2 separate regions of the Sus scrofa genome follow, and region 2 is linked to region 1. The links are chromatin contacts, called in public HiChIP or PLAC-seq maps. All regions are on one chromosome and are shown on one strand. Each heading gives the region's core, a stretch centred on a gene start, on an enhancer-like site or on the middle of the called end of the contact. The rest is flanking DNA. Distances are from core to core; before and after follow the strand shown. Region 1 overlaps HSPG2 (basement membrane-specific heparan sulfate proteoglycan core protein). Region 2 holds the start of LOC100517477.

Evidence for each region. HiChIP or PLAC-seq counts read pairs in DNA pulled down with a chosen protein or histone mark.
Region 2: a contact with region 1 is called in an H3K27ac HiChIP or PLAC-seq map of skeletal muscle. The contact joins the promoter of LOC100517477 here to the enhancer-like site in region 1. A contact is called at or near these places in 8 of 47 Hi-C or Micro-C datasets (embryonic fibroblasts, epiblast stem cells, fetal heart ventricle and 5 more) and 1 of 2 datasets of contacts at active chromatin or transcription factors (skeletal muscle).

The regions. Positions count from the first base shown.
Region 1 is chr6:79,931,311-79,937,359 of Sscrofa11.1, forward strand. The region is part of intron 1 of HSPG2 (basement membrane-specific heparan sulfate proteoglycan core protein); the gene reads right to left. Among named protein-coding and RNA genes, the nearest start is that of HSPG2, 24 kb to the right of the region's middle. Within about 2 kb of position 3,016, at least 17 of the 83 cell types and tissues checked have an H3K27ac peak or open chromatin away from gene starts, as enhancers often do. A contact at or near this core is called in mesenteric adipose tissue, omental adipose tissue and skeletal muscle, where this site is marked.
Region 2 is chr6:79,969,197-79,974,945 of Sscrofa11.1, forward strand. It overlaps LOC100517477, which reads right to left and starts at 4,172. Exons shown (of 3, transcript XM_021097836.1): 1 at 3,179-4,172; 2 at 2,836-2,900; 3 at 693-1,672. The coding sequence starts at 1,668. The coding sequence ends at 823.

The DNA of each region.
Region 1 (6,049 bases), core at 1,766-4,265:
CAGTCGATGTGGACAAAAACACCAGGAGGGCAATGACCTGTATCTGTTTTGATCACTGTGGCATCTTTAGAACAGATAACATCATAGGTGCTCAATTAACATCTGTTGAGGAGTTCCCACTGTCGCTCAGCGGGAACAAATCCGACTAGTATCCATGAGGATGCAGGTTCGATCCCCGGTCTGGCTCAGAGGGTTAAAGATACAGTGTTGCTGTGAACTGTGGTGTAGATCACAGACACAGCTTGGCTCTGGTGTGGCTGTGGCTGTGACGTAGGCTGGCATCTACAGCTCCGATTGGACCCCTAGCCTGGGAACCTCCATAGGCTGCAGGTGTGGCCCTAAAAAGATAAAAAAAAAAAAGAAAAAGAAAAAGAAAAAAATCTGTTGACTGGCATGATGAATGAATGAATGAATGAACTTGCCCAACAACCCTGAGGTAGGATTTTAGCCCATGTGACAGAAGAAAGAAAGGCTGAGAAAGAGAAAGTGAGGATTCGCCCAAGATCTCACAGCCAGCACGTGCCAGAACCATCCCTGGGCTTTATTTCCCCACTGGTAAAATCAAGGCCCGTGACACCTCATCCCAAGGAAAGGAGCGAAACGTCACATCCTAGGACACCTTGCCCTTGGATTCTGATCCTCCAGGCCTCAGTTTCCTTGGTGATAAGATGGGGGCAAAACCCCCGGCTCTGTTGGCTTCCTCCCCAGGGTTGTTGGGAGAGGCAAGGAGAACGAGGGGAGAGCTGCTTTGGGAAGTGGGCTGAAGAGCCCTAAATCCATCTGGCCCTTTGCTGGTGGACTTGACCTGTCTCTGCCTCAAAGACCCCTCTGATGTAGCTGGGGTGGGCACCCCAAAGGGGCTGCTACTACCATGGCCAACCAAGAGCAATTATCGTGAGTCTCAGAGACATGTGGCTGGTGGGGCAGAGAGGGTAGACACTCCTGATTCCAGGCCGTCTTGGTCACTTTCTAGCCGGGTGGTCTTAGTTCCCTCACCTGTTAAAAAGCATCACAAATCAGACCTGCCCCATTAGGTTCAGTTTGGGCCACTGTGACCGCTATTTACTGAGCAGCTACCAGGTGCCGGCCCTGGGGAGAAAATGAAGTAGATGGACCCAGAGCCCTGTGTTCCTAGGGGAGACCGGCCACTAAACCGAGTAATGATAACACGGTGTGCGGAGAACTCTGCAGAGGAAGGATGGGGCTGGGAGAGCCCAGGGGAGGGTCCCCCCATTTAGTGAGGCTGGGTGGGAGGTTGTGGAAAGTTTCTCAGGGGAAGTGACAATTCAGCTGGATTTGAAGGTGATTTCTCCTAAGGAGGATGGAGAGCGGAGAGAGAGCATGTACTGGGCAGGAGGAAGGTGCGGCAGTGGGACACTGCGTGCCAGGTGGCAGAGGATCAAAGGAGACCAGCCCTGAGTGGGCTTTTCCACTTCAAGAGCAGTCCCCTTTCTGTGCTGTTGCCATGGTGCTGGTCACAGAGCCCAGTTCTCCCGGTCCCCCCAGACTCCCCACACTCCCGCCTGCTCCTAAGCCCCACGTATGGGCCTTCCTGGTGCTGAGCGTGCTGCCTGCAGCTTACAGGGAGGAAGCTAAAGGGAAATGTCCCTGTCCCACCCATGTGCCAGGTGGGGCCAGTGTGGCGGGAGCCCGGCCAGAAGGTCCCCTTGTGGGTTGAACATTATCCGCTGAGCACTGTTGGTGCCAACAGCGCCTGCGGTGTTCACGTGCCTGCCTCTTGCCCGCAGCCCGGCTTGATCCTCAGATTCTCTGGCTCGTGGGTGGCCCTGTCGCCATGGAACACTGGCGTGTCTGTGGGCCTTTGAGGCCGCGCCAACCTGGTCGGCTGTGCCTGTGCCTTCTGGGGTCACAACCCCCCGACTTCATGAATGAAGTCCTTAGCAAAGTGCCAGTCCTATGGGAGGATGGGGGGCGTGTTTCACATTTTTGATGAAAGGAGACACCACTAACAACAGCGAAGCTGAACGCACTAGGTTAGGGCTTTCCACCGCTCTTGACTCGAAAGCAAGCCCTTATTATGGCCAGCCTGGCCCTGTGTGACCCGACACACACACAGACACTTATACACACCTCTGGACCTCCTCTCCTACTGAGCCGTCCCCACGTTTGTCTCCATAGTCCTCAAACCTGCCAAGCCACCTCCCACCCCAGGGCCTTTGCACTTGCTGTGCCCTCTGCCTGGGACATGACCCCTAGCTGTACATTCTCTTCTTCCTTTGGCTTCCGCTCAAATGTCACCTTTTGAGAGACCCACCCTGGCTACACCCCAGGTCCAGGATCCATTGGGGTTGGCTCTCTGTTACCCCCTTAACTTTTACTTCAGAGCAACTCCCCACCTACTGTCTCCCCTATATTTATGTGTATCATCTGTCTCCCCAAGGAGAACATCAGCTCCAGGAAGGCAGGGACTTGGTCCACCTTGCTCACTGCTGAATCTCAGCCTCTAAAAGTCCCTGGCACACAGCAGATGTTCAATAATATTTGTTAAATTAATGAATGAGTGGGGTTTACACATGAAGAGGCTGTGGCTCAGAAAGGTGACTTGCCCGTGGCCACAGAGTTGGAAGAGCCAGGACTTGAAGCCAGACCCCTGGTTCCAAACCAGGAACTCTGTTCCACCCGAGCCCACCCCCTGCCATCTCTGACGTCTGGAGCTTTCCAGCCAGAAGGCCCATCTCTGGGAGGACGAGAAGCTGGTCACTGGGGACAGACATGTCCACTGCCCAGACCAGCATCCCAGGGCATGGGCGGGAGTCTTGGAGGCGAGCAGGCCCACAGCGCCAGGTCCGGGGCCTTCTGCAAGGCAGCCAGACAGCCGGGCCTCGGTGACTCCACTCCTGCTTGCTCCCGTGGGCATCAGCAACAGGAAAAAACAGGCTGGAACGGCAGTCCAACAGCTGCGGCCAAAAAGGCCAGCTCCCCCTGCCCCCAGGGCTTTCCTCATCTGCTTCCTGGAGGCGGGGAGGGGCAGGCAGGCCAAGCCCGTGGCTGAAGACAGGCCTGTGGGCAACAAAGCTGGAAGTAAGAGGAAGGGCGCTCTTCCTTTGGAAGGGCCCCCGTCCCCTCTCCTCGTGACTAATGTCCAGTCCAGGCAAACTAACTCCGGACAAGAATGGGTATGGGGGAGGGTTGTACAAACACCTCAGGGAAAGGCTGATCCACAAAGCTGAGTCGGTTCCCTCCATTCTAAATGTCCCAAACACTATGACGAAAGAAGGAGGACAGCTGTTTAGGGTTTCCCAAACTTACTTAATTCGGAACCCTTTCTTCATGCAGACAAGGGTTCCGCTGAACACATTTTGAGAACACCACCACCACAAGGGTTTTGAAAAGCTTGTTCCTGAAGACAGAAAAGCTCCAAGGCCCCATGGGCTGAGGTGCTGACAAAGGAAAGGCAGGCTGAGGGACAGCTAGCTGGTGGCAGGAGGGTACGCTCTCTTCTGAGGTGAAGAAACACAGACAGGAGCTGCCCCTCCCCTCCCTGGCCGTCAGCTGCCCTCACAGGGGATGAGTCCTCTCAGAGGGGACAGGACACTTGGCCGAGCACCTGATCACTCCTGGTGCCCTAGGACCACAGAGAAGGTGTGTCTCTTAGGCCTGGAGACAAAAGGAGCCGAGCATTGGAGGGGCTGGTGGTCCTCCAGGCAGCAGGTGGGCCGTGAGGGATGGAGGATGTGCTTCCAGCTCACCCCACGGTCTTGGGCAAGTCCCTTCCCCTCTCTGGGCTTCAGACAGGGCTTCAGGCTCCCTGTCAAATCATGCACTAGACCTAGATCGCCAATTTCCAGCCTGAACTCAGCAGCCTCAGGGACCACTTTAGAGAGTGGGTGAGGGGTTGGGGGGGGACAGGTAGAGTTTGGGCCCCCTGTCCCAAATACATGCTTCAATCAAAACAAATCCACCTTTTCCCATTTTATAGTCTGACCTTCTATATAAAATACGTCTGGTTCAGTCCCTGGTTAGCTGTAAGCAAGTCACTTCCCATCTCTGTGCCTCAGTTTCCTCATCTATAAAATGGGCATGATAATCTATCTTGATAGAATCTGCCCCAGAGGCCTGTTGTGAAAATTAAATGAAAGATGGAAAATGGCACTAGCACATGATGAAGGCTCTATAAGTGTTTGCTGTTATTTATCAAACTATAAGAATATACTCTATACATGTATGTATAACCGGGTCACCAGGCTATACAGTAGAAAACTGGCAGAACACTGTAAACCAGCTATAATGGAAAAAATAAAAATAATTATTAAAAAAAATATTTAATTGGATTTCCTGTTGTGGTTCAGTGGTAACAAACCCGATTAGTATCTTTAAAGATGCGGGTTTGACCCCTGGCCCCATGCAGTGGGTTAAGGATCTGGTGTTGCCGTGAGCTGTGGTGTAGGTTGCAGACACGGCTTGGATCCCGCTTTGCTGTGGCTCTGATTAGATCCCTAGCCTGGGAACCTCCACATGCCGCACCTGCAACCCTAAAAAAAAAAATAATAATAATAATAACTAATCAAAATACTATACTTGTGATTGAAACGAGGGTTTGATAGCTTAATAAGTTGGAAAGTTTTAAGCTTAGATGATCCCAAAGGTTCTTTCTGGCGCTGCCATTTGAAATCCTGGAATGTTACCATTCGAACAGTCTGGGCTGTGAGTCTTGCCAGCACAGAGGGCGGGGCTCGAGGAGGGAATTACGAGGAGCAGACTTCAGGGAACCAACTAGCAATGCGTTCCCTTCATCATCACCACCACTCACCTGTTTATCCCTCCCCACCAGCCTGTTCTAGAAAGACTCAAAGTGGCTTACAAAGAGGTACACATAACAGCCAGAGAAAATTAACTAAACACACCTAAGAGAAACTCGAGTACAGCAGACAGACAGAGCCTGGAGCCAGGCAAATAGACAGAAAGCATGTGGTCAGTTCTGGATGTCTGGGAAAGCAACAAAGCATTTGGTTCTGGGCTCTCCTGTGGCCAGTGCGAAGAAGGAAACCTGACCGGTCCTTGGATTCTGGGTCCCAGGAGGTAAAAACAAACTCGTTGCTTAGAAGGAGCACAACTATTCCTGACACTGAGAACACAAATGCCCTGAGGGGAAAGGTTTATCTGGTGCCCTTCTTTGTCCTTGCTGGTGGAGCCAGTGTCCCATCGGTGTCCACTGACCATGACCTTTGGAGGCTGAGGCCAGGAGCAGAGGCTACAGTGGTCAGAGGCTGGAATGGAGGTCCAGGGAGTGCCCCCAGCATCCTTGGTCTGGGCAGGATTACCCATCCCTCCCCGTGCCTGAGCACAGCCAGGGCCCAAAATAGCCAGAGCTGGAGAGGGTGCCAGGAAGCCCGGGGCAGGGGACCTGGCTGGGCCCGCCCACAGTGGAGGGCCCACTGGGCCAAAGCACACACATCCCTGGGGCACAAAGGAGCACCTTCACCTGGGCACACGGCCCTCTCTGGGAGTCCCCCATCCGCCAGGCTCCCCCCTCAGCTGCACGTTGCTCACGCAGAGCCCAGGCAGCTGCTCCACCCTGTCCACAAGGCAGGCCTTCCTGCAGGAGCCAAATGGAAAAGTCTTCGCAGAAACACGGTACCATATAGGGAAGTGCTGGAAGACCTCCTCCCGCTCCCCACCTCCAGGATCGGCCTCCCTCAGGATTCTTGAGGATCCCCCAGCTGCAGGCCAAGACAATGGGGGCTATTCTGGGCTGCATGGGGGTATTTAAAGCTTTGGCTGGGCCTCATTCCTGGGGAACAAGAAGCCTTGACCTTGGAAAGACCTTCCTGAAATTGTTGCTGCTCAGACTGCGGGGGCTGGGTCCCAACCTCTCCAGCCAGGCCTCTCCTGCACAAGTGCCTCCTCCTCCAGGAAGCCCTCGAGGCCACTGCCTAAGACCCTCAGAGGAGCTAGGTCCTGGTCCCCGCTCTGCCACTCATCTCAGCCCCAGGTTTCTCCTCTGCCGATGTGGATCATACAAGCATGTGTAAAAGTACTTGGAGGCTTCCGTGGTTAAAATGACGTTGTGTCTTCCTAGCTGTCACGG
Region 2 (5,749 bases), core at 2,922-5,421, 39 kb after region 1:
CCTGGCCTCATTCAGCAGGTTAAGGATTCGTTGTCGCTGTGAGCTGTGGTGTAGGTTGCAGATGCGGCTCGGATCCCACGTTGCTGGGGCTGTAGTGTAGGCCGGCAGCTGCAGCTCTGATTTGACCCCTAGCCTGGGAACTTCCATTTGCTGTGTCTATGGCTGTAAAAAGAAAATAAAAAAAGAACAAATCTACATAAAGCATCCAGAACAGACCCTGCCACATAGAAAGTGCTCTGTGAGCTGTCATCACTATCATCCCATCATTATTAGTCCTACTTTTCTGCTGACATGGGGCTGTGCTAAAATCTATAACAAAAAGCAGAATATGAATAGGGATTGGGAATGAGCTAGGGGAAACTGAGGCTAAGAGACGCTCGAAGCTCCTCAGTGATTCATTCAAGGTATAAATCAGAGAGTCTAGATTCAGATCTGTGAGCCTCACATTCAGCCTGCAAATATTTTTTTGTTCCACCCTCGAAGCACCATGATATTTTTAAATTTGCTGCTAACATGTAGAAAATCCGATTCTTGGCTTCTCTTGAAAAAGCAACACCCATTTGAGAACTGGGTTTAGGCAAGTTATCCCGTTTGCCACTCAGCCACAGTCTCCACCACTCCCTACTACCACCCACCCAGCCCCATTCACCCATTTACTCTTACCTGCCTGACCTATAGATCCTCAAGCTAATAACCTCCCATCTAAATGGCTGTTCCCCCCCACACACAGTGGAGGCTCAGAAGGAGCATTTGCCACAGTCAATTTATTTTCCATAACTGCAGCCTGATGCATGTGTGCCCACTTCTCCATTGGTGTCGACTTTACCACCAGCTACAGGGTTTGGAGATGGGTTCGGGGGCTTTCCAGCTTGAGCGGATTGTTTCCCAGAACTTGGGCAGACGCCCAAAGGAAAAGATCCCGTTTCCAAACAGAGGGAGCTCCGGCAACTTGATCCCTGGCCTTAGTGGCAGCATAGGAGCAAGGCTCTGGCTGTGAAGCCGGCGTGGGCAGCTGGTGTTGGCGGAGTCACCCACACACTGCAAAGCATTGACCCCCCTGGTGGATGGCACCATGCAGGTGCAGGTGCCGGAGTCATCAGAGGTGGCCACTCTGGTGCTGGGGTTGGAATGACTGCCGGGGAAGGAGGGGTCCGGGTCGTCCAGGTGGATGATGTTGGCGGCGCGTTCCAGGTAACTGGCGGCGAGCCTCGGCAGGGTCAGTGATGACTTGGGGCAGGTGCTGTAGAAGGCATTGGTGGATCTGTCGAGGTAGTTGATGCCTCTGATGAGTTGGTCCAGGAAGGTGGGGCTCGAGGGACCAGAGGGGCGATCTGTACAGAGCAGGCAGTGGGAGCTGCCAAGACAAGCAGGCTTTCTGGCCGCCTTGGGGCAGCTTGCCAAGTGGCTTGTCTCTATGCACTTGGAGTTGTAAGGCCGGCCCGTGCAGATTCTCCTCACTGGGAGTCTGGGGGATCCGGGGCTCTTGGACTGCTCTGAAGGGCTGCTGCTCACCTCCGAGCCACTCGGGGTACGAGAGCAGTTGAGGTTGTTATCCCCCGTCACGTTGGGGCTGTGGGACCAGCCTGGAGTCTGGGTGAGAAAGGACACGTTGTTGGGATATTTCAAGCAGCTGTAAGTATTGGAACGGCTCATGTGGCGTCCAGACATCGTCCTGGTGGGGGCAGACAAAGCTTCGTGGTACAGACTGGCTGAGAACTCACCTGGGGGCTGGTTCCCGGGCCTGGCGAGGAGAGAGTCGTGTTGTCTCTCCTTGGCTCCCTGCCCCCTCCCACCAGGCTTTCTCTCCAGGTGTCCCCTCTGTCTCCAGAGGGCCAGCACGACCCCTTCTCCCTCCCCCAGCCCTCCCCCCAGGCCCAGGGACTCTCAAACTGCAAAGTGGATACCCTGTTCATCAGAAAGCACAAAGGCCAAGAGAAGGGGAGGTAAGCAAGACCCTGAGAACAGCCGAGGCCAGAGGGCGCCCTAGAAAAAATGGCTGGTCTTTTTTTCCCTTTAGCTCTAGCCTACAGTCTGAAATTCCCATCCACCTTTTAAGCGGGGACTCCAGCTGATCACGAAGGCCAAGGACTGAGTCTCTAATGGTGGAATTCCAGGCATTAGTTAATCATCAACTCCACGGTGCACCCTGATTCTAAAAAAGTGTCTTAGAAACAAAACAATACATGCCCTCTCTCTTTGCCCAGCCCTTTGCTTGTGCCTTACTTGTAAGTCTCACTACAAATCAAAGAGGTCGTTCCTATTCTATTCCTAGTTGACAGATGAGGAAACAGGCTCAGAGAGATGCTGGGACTTGCCTTGTAAGTGGTAGGGACCAAGGTGCTATCTTGGGTGTGTCTGATGATTGCTGAAAGACAACGCCATGTTGTCGGGGTGACTTTGGCCCCCCCCTTGCCATCCACTAGGGAAGAATTCTCACCACACCTGTTGTTCTGCCTGCCTGGATTGGGGCACGGATGGGGAGAACCAGATGGAGAAGGGGACTTGCTAAGCCTGTAACTAAGCTGATCTTGACTTTAGGAACCTCAAACGGGGGAGGGGTGGGGCTAGGGGGTGCTCTTAGTCTACGAATGGGGCTGGACTTGTGAGACAGAACCTTCTAGGATGTTTGGTCTTCATCCTTCCTGCCAGTAGGGGATCTTCCCGTCCCCCTCACAAGAGAAGGGGGCTTTGGGATGCCTACTCCTCTCGGTCCCAAAGTGGGCATTTTACAGGGACAAGGGCCTAACCAGGCTCTGCTCCGTTTATCCCCACCTCCTGTCCCTAGGCCCCACCCCCAATCCCATTGTCCCCTAGGTCCCCAGTACTCCCCCTTACCAGAAGGAAGGCTCTGATTTCTCTCTCCCACTACGGCCAGTCCGATGCTAATTTTCCACTTCTGCCTAGAGAGGATGGAGCAATATTTGAGCCTGTCCCACCCAGAAAACAGCTGCCTGCCCCCTCCCAGCCCGAGGCCCCTCAGCTGCCCTTGTCCTTTGGGTCTGAATCGCATGGAATGTCCAGACTCTTGCCTCTTCCAATCCCGGCCTGAGCCCACCCCATCTCCTCCTCCGGAAATATGGGAGGTGACTGAGGATTGACCCCCCACGGTCCCCACCCTTCCCTTCCCTTCCTGGCTGGCTGCGCCCCACCTGCCCTAAGGGCCCTTCCCCACTCTTACTCTTCCTTCAGGAGGTAGGTGACCTAGCCCTCCTCTGGTTCTCCACTGGGGAATAACCTCATGCCCCCACTCCAGACTGCTGGCCATGTCATAGAATCATGGAATCCTGGAGCTGGGAGATGCCTCCAGGGGTCACCCTGGCCAGGCCCCTGCCCCAGGGCCAGCAGCACACAAAGTTCTCCAGGACAGATGGGCCCTATTTTTAAAGTGAAGATGGGGTGGACGTTTTCCAGTGTTCCCTGTTGTTTTTCTCGTATTTAATTATGCTGAGAGTCAGGAAGTTCTATGCCCGGCCTAATATAACTCTTGTCGTGGCTGTGGTCAGCATCAGTTACCTTTTTTTTCTCGTTGGGTCAGCCAACATCTATTGAGTCTCCCTAAAAGGTTATCCCTTTGGGTGATCCACAGCATAACGGCACTTTCTTTCCTTTCTTCTTGCCTCACTGTCAGTGATCCCGGGCTGGGTACTTACGCTACGGTGGGCTAGAGCCCGTGGATTCCTTTCAGGACTCCTGTGTCCCTCTCTCACTGGGGCCTGGTCCTTAGGGGGCATCTAGGTCCTGTTTCTTGAATGAATGAACAAGATTCCCCTTCGAAATCTCATGGTTTTTGCCCTCCATCATTTCTCTCCATTATTTCATTCCCACAAGTACTGAAAATACACTTTTGCTCTCTGTTTTGAAAAATTTTCAAACTTACTGAAAATGTAAGCGATAATGAACTTGCATGTACTTTTTATTCGAATCTACTAATTAGAAACATAGTGCTGCATTTATCAACACACACACACAAACCACACACACACACACACACACACACACACACTGATTGTTGTTATCTTGAGAGTAAGTTGCAGATAACAGCAGCTTTTACTCCTGACTACTTCAGTGTGACTCTCCTACGTGTTGGGAGAACAAGAACCTTTTCTTACCTGTTCAGTTATCAAATACAGGACAGTTAACACTGAGAGAGCGCTCTTAGCTATTAGCTAATACACAGTCCACATTTGAATTTGACCAATTACTCCCCCACCCCGCCCCCGCCCCGATGTTCTCCATGGCAACAATATCCTCAACCCATGAGCCAATTCCCGATCAAGCATTGCCGTTTTCAGGTCTCTTTGGTCCCCCTCAGCCTGGAAGTTCCTCGTCTGTCTGTCTGTCTGTCTGTCTTTTTTTCTTTCTTTCTCTTTTCTTCTTTTTTTAGAGCTGCAGCTGCTGGCCTACACCACAACCACAGCAACATGGGATCCGAGCCGAGTCTGTGACCCACTCGCAGCTCATGGCAATGCTGGATCCCCAACCCACTGAGCAAGGCCAGGGATCGGACCCACATCCTCATGGAGACTAGTCAGATTTGTTTCCGCTGCACCACAGGGGAACTCCTCCTCAGTCTTTCTTCGTCTTTTCTGACATTTACGGGTTTGAAGAATGTAGGCCAATTGTTTTGGAGTATCTTTTCCACTTTGGATTTATCTGACGTTTCTTAATGATCAGCTCCAGGAGCACAAAGCACGTTTACATGGAAGCCTCCACTAGACATTTCCCAGCCCACGATCTCTGAGAGGGACTGGCCTTTTGCCCTGGGATGGGCTGGTTATAGCCACTGAGACAGGGAGCCAAGAGGAGGGACCAGGGGGACCCCCTGAGAAGGAGGAAGAGGTGTGTAGGGCAACTCAGTGGGCCAGGGAAGCCATGGCAACTGTTTCCTTGTGGGGCCTCAGCCAGGCCTGGTTCTGTTCCGGGCCGGGGGCTGGGCAGGCGGGCAGACAGCCAGCGAGAGGGCTGGGCCTGTGTGCCGTTTGCCCTGAAGGTACCCAGGCGCCGAGATCACTGGCCATTTCTGGCCTGGGCATTAAGAGCCTCTGGAAATAGCTCCAGGACAATTATTTCAGGAGGAATGTGCTATTCCTTCATCTTCCCAGAAAGCCAGGCTGGGTCCCATAAGACCAGGAATGTCCTTCTCTGGCATCCCCAACTCCAGGGGCTTCTGAGGTCCTCTGGGGGCCACAGAGGCCTTCAGAGCCAGGAGAGGCTGGGAGGCCAGAATGGGGTGGAGACGGAGGGCCCCCTCCCCTGGTGGGGGGAGGGTGGTTCTGCCCTTAGATCCTGGGCTTTCAGGGCCCAGCCTGGACTCAGGCCTGGCCGGCCTGGGTCCAGCTGACTCCAAGCCCCAGGACACGGGTGGGGGAGAGTATGGGGAAGCTGCCTGCCCCCCCCCCCCCATAAGCCTAGACCCATCCCTGAGAAACGGACATGGCAGAGCACCTACTATGTGTCAAGGAACCTGACATGATCTGTGCCAGGCCACATAGCCACCCTCTCATTTAGTCCTCGAAGGCCCGGGGAGGTAGGTGTTTTGTTCTCTAGATGAAGTCACCGAGGCTCAGAGAGGGTAAGAGACTTACCCAAGCTCACCCAGCAGCCAGAATTAAAACCCAGTGTTTTGGAGTTCCCTCTGTGGCTTAGCAGTAATGAACCCGACTAGCATGCATGAGGATACAGGTTTGATCCCTGACCTTGCTCAGTGGGTTAAGGACCCAGCATTGCCCTGAGTTGTGGTGTAGCTCAC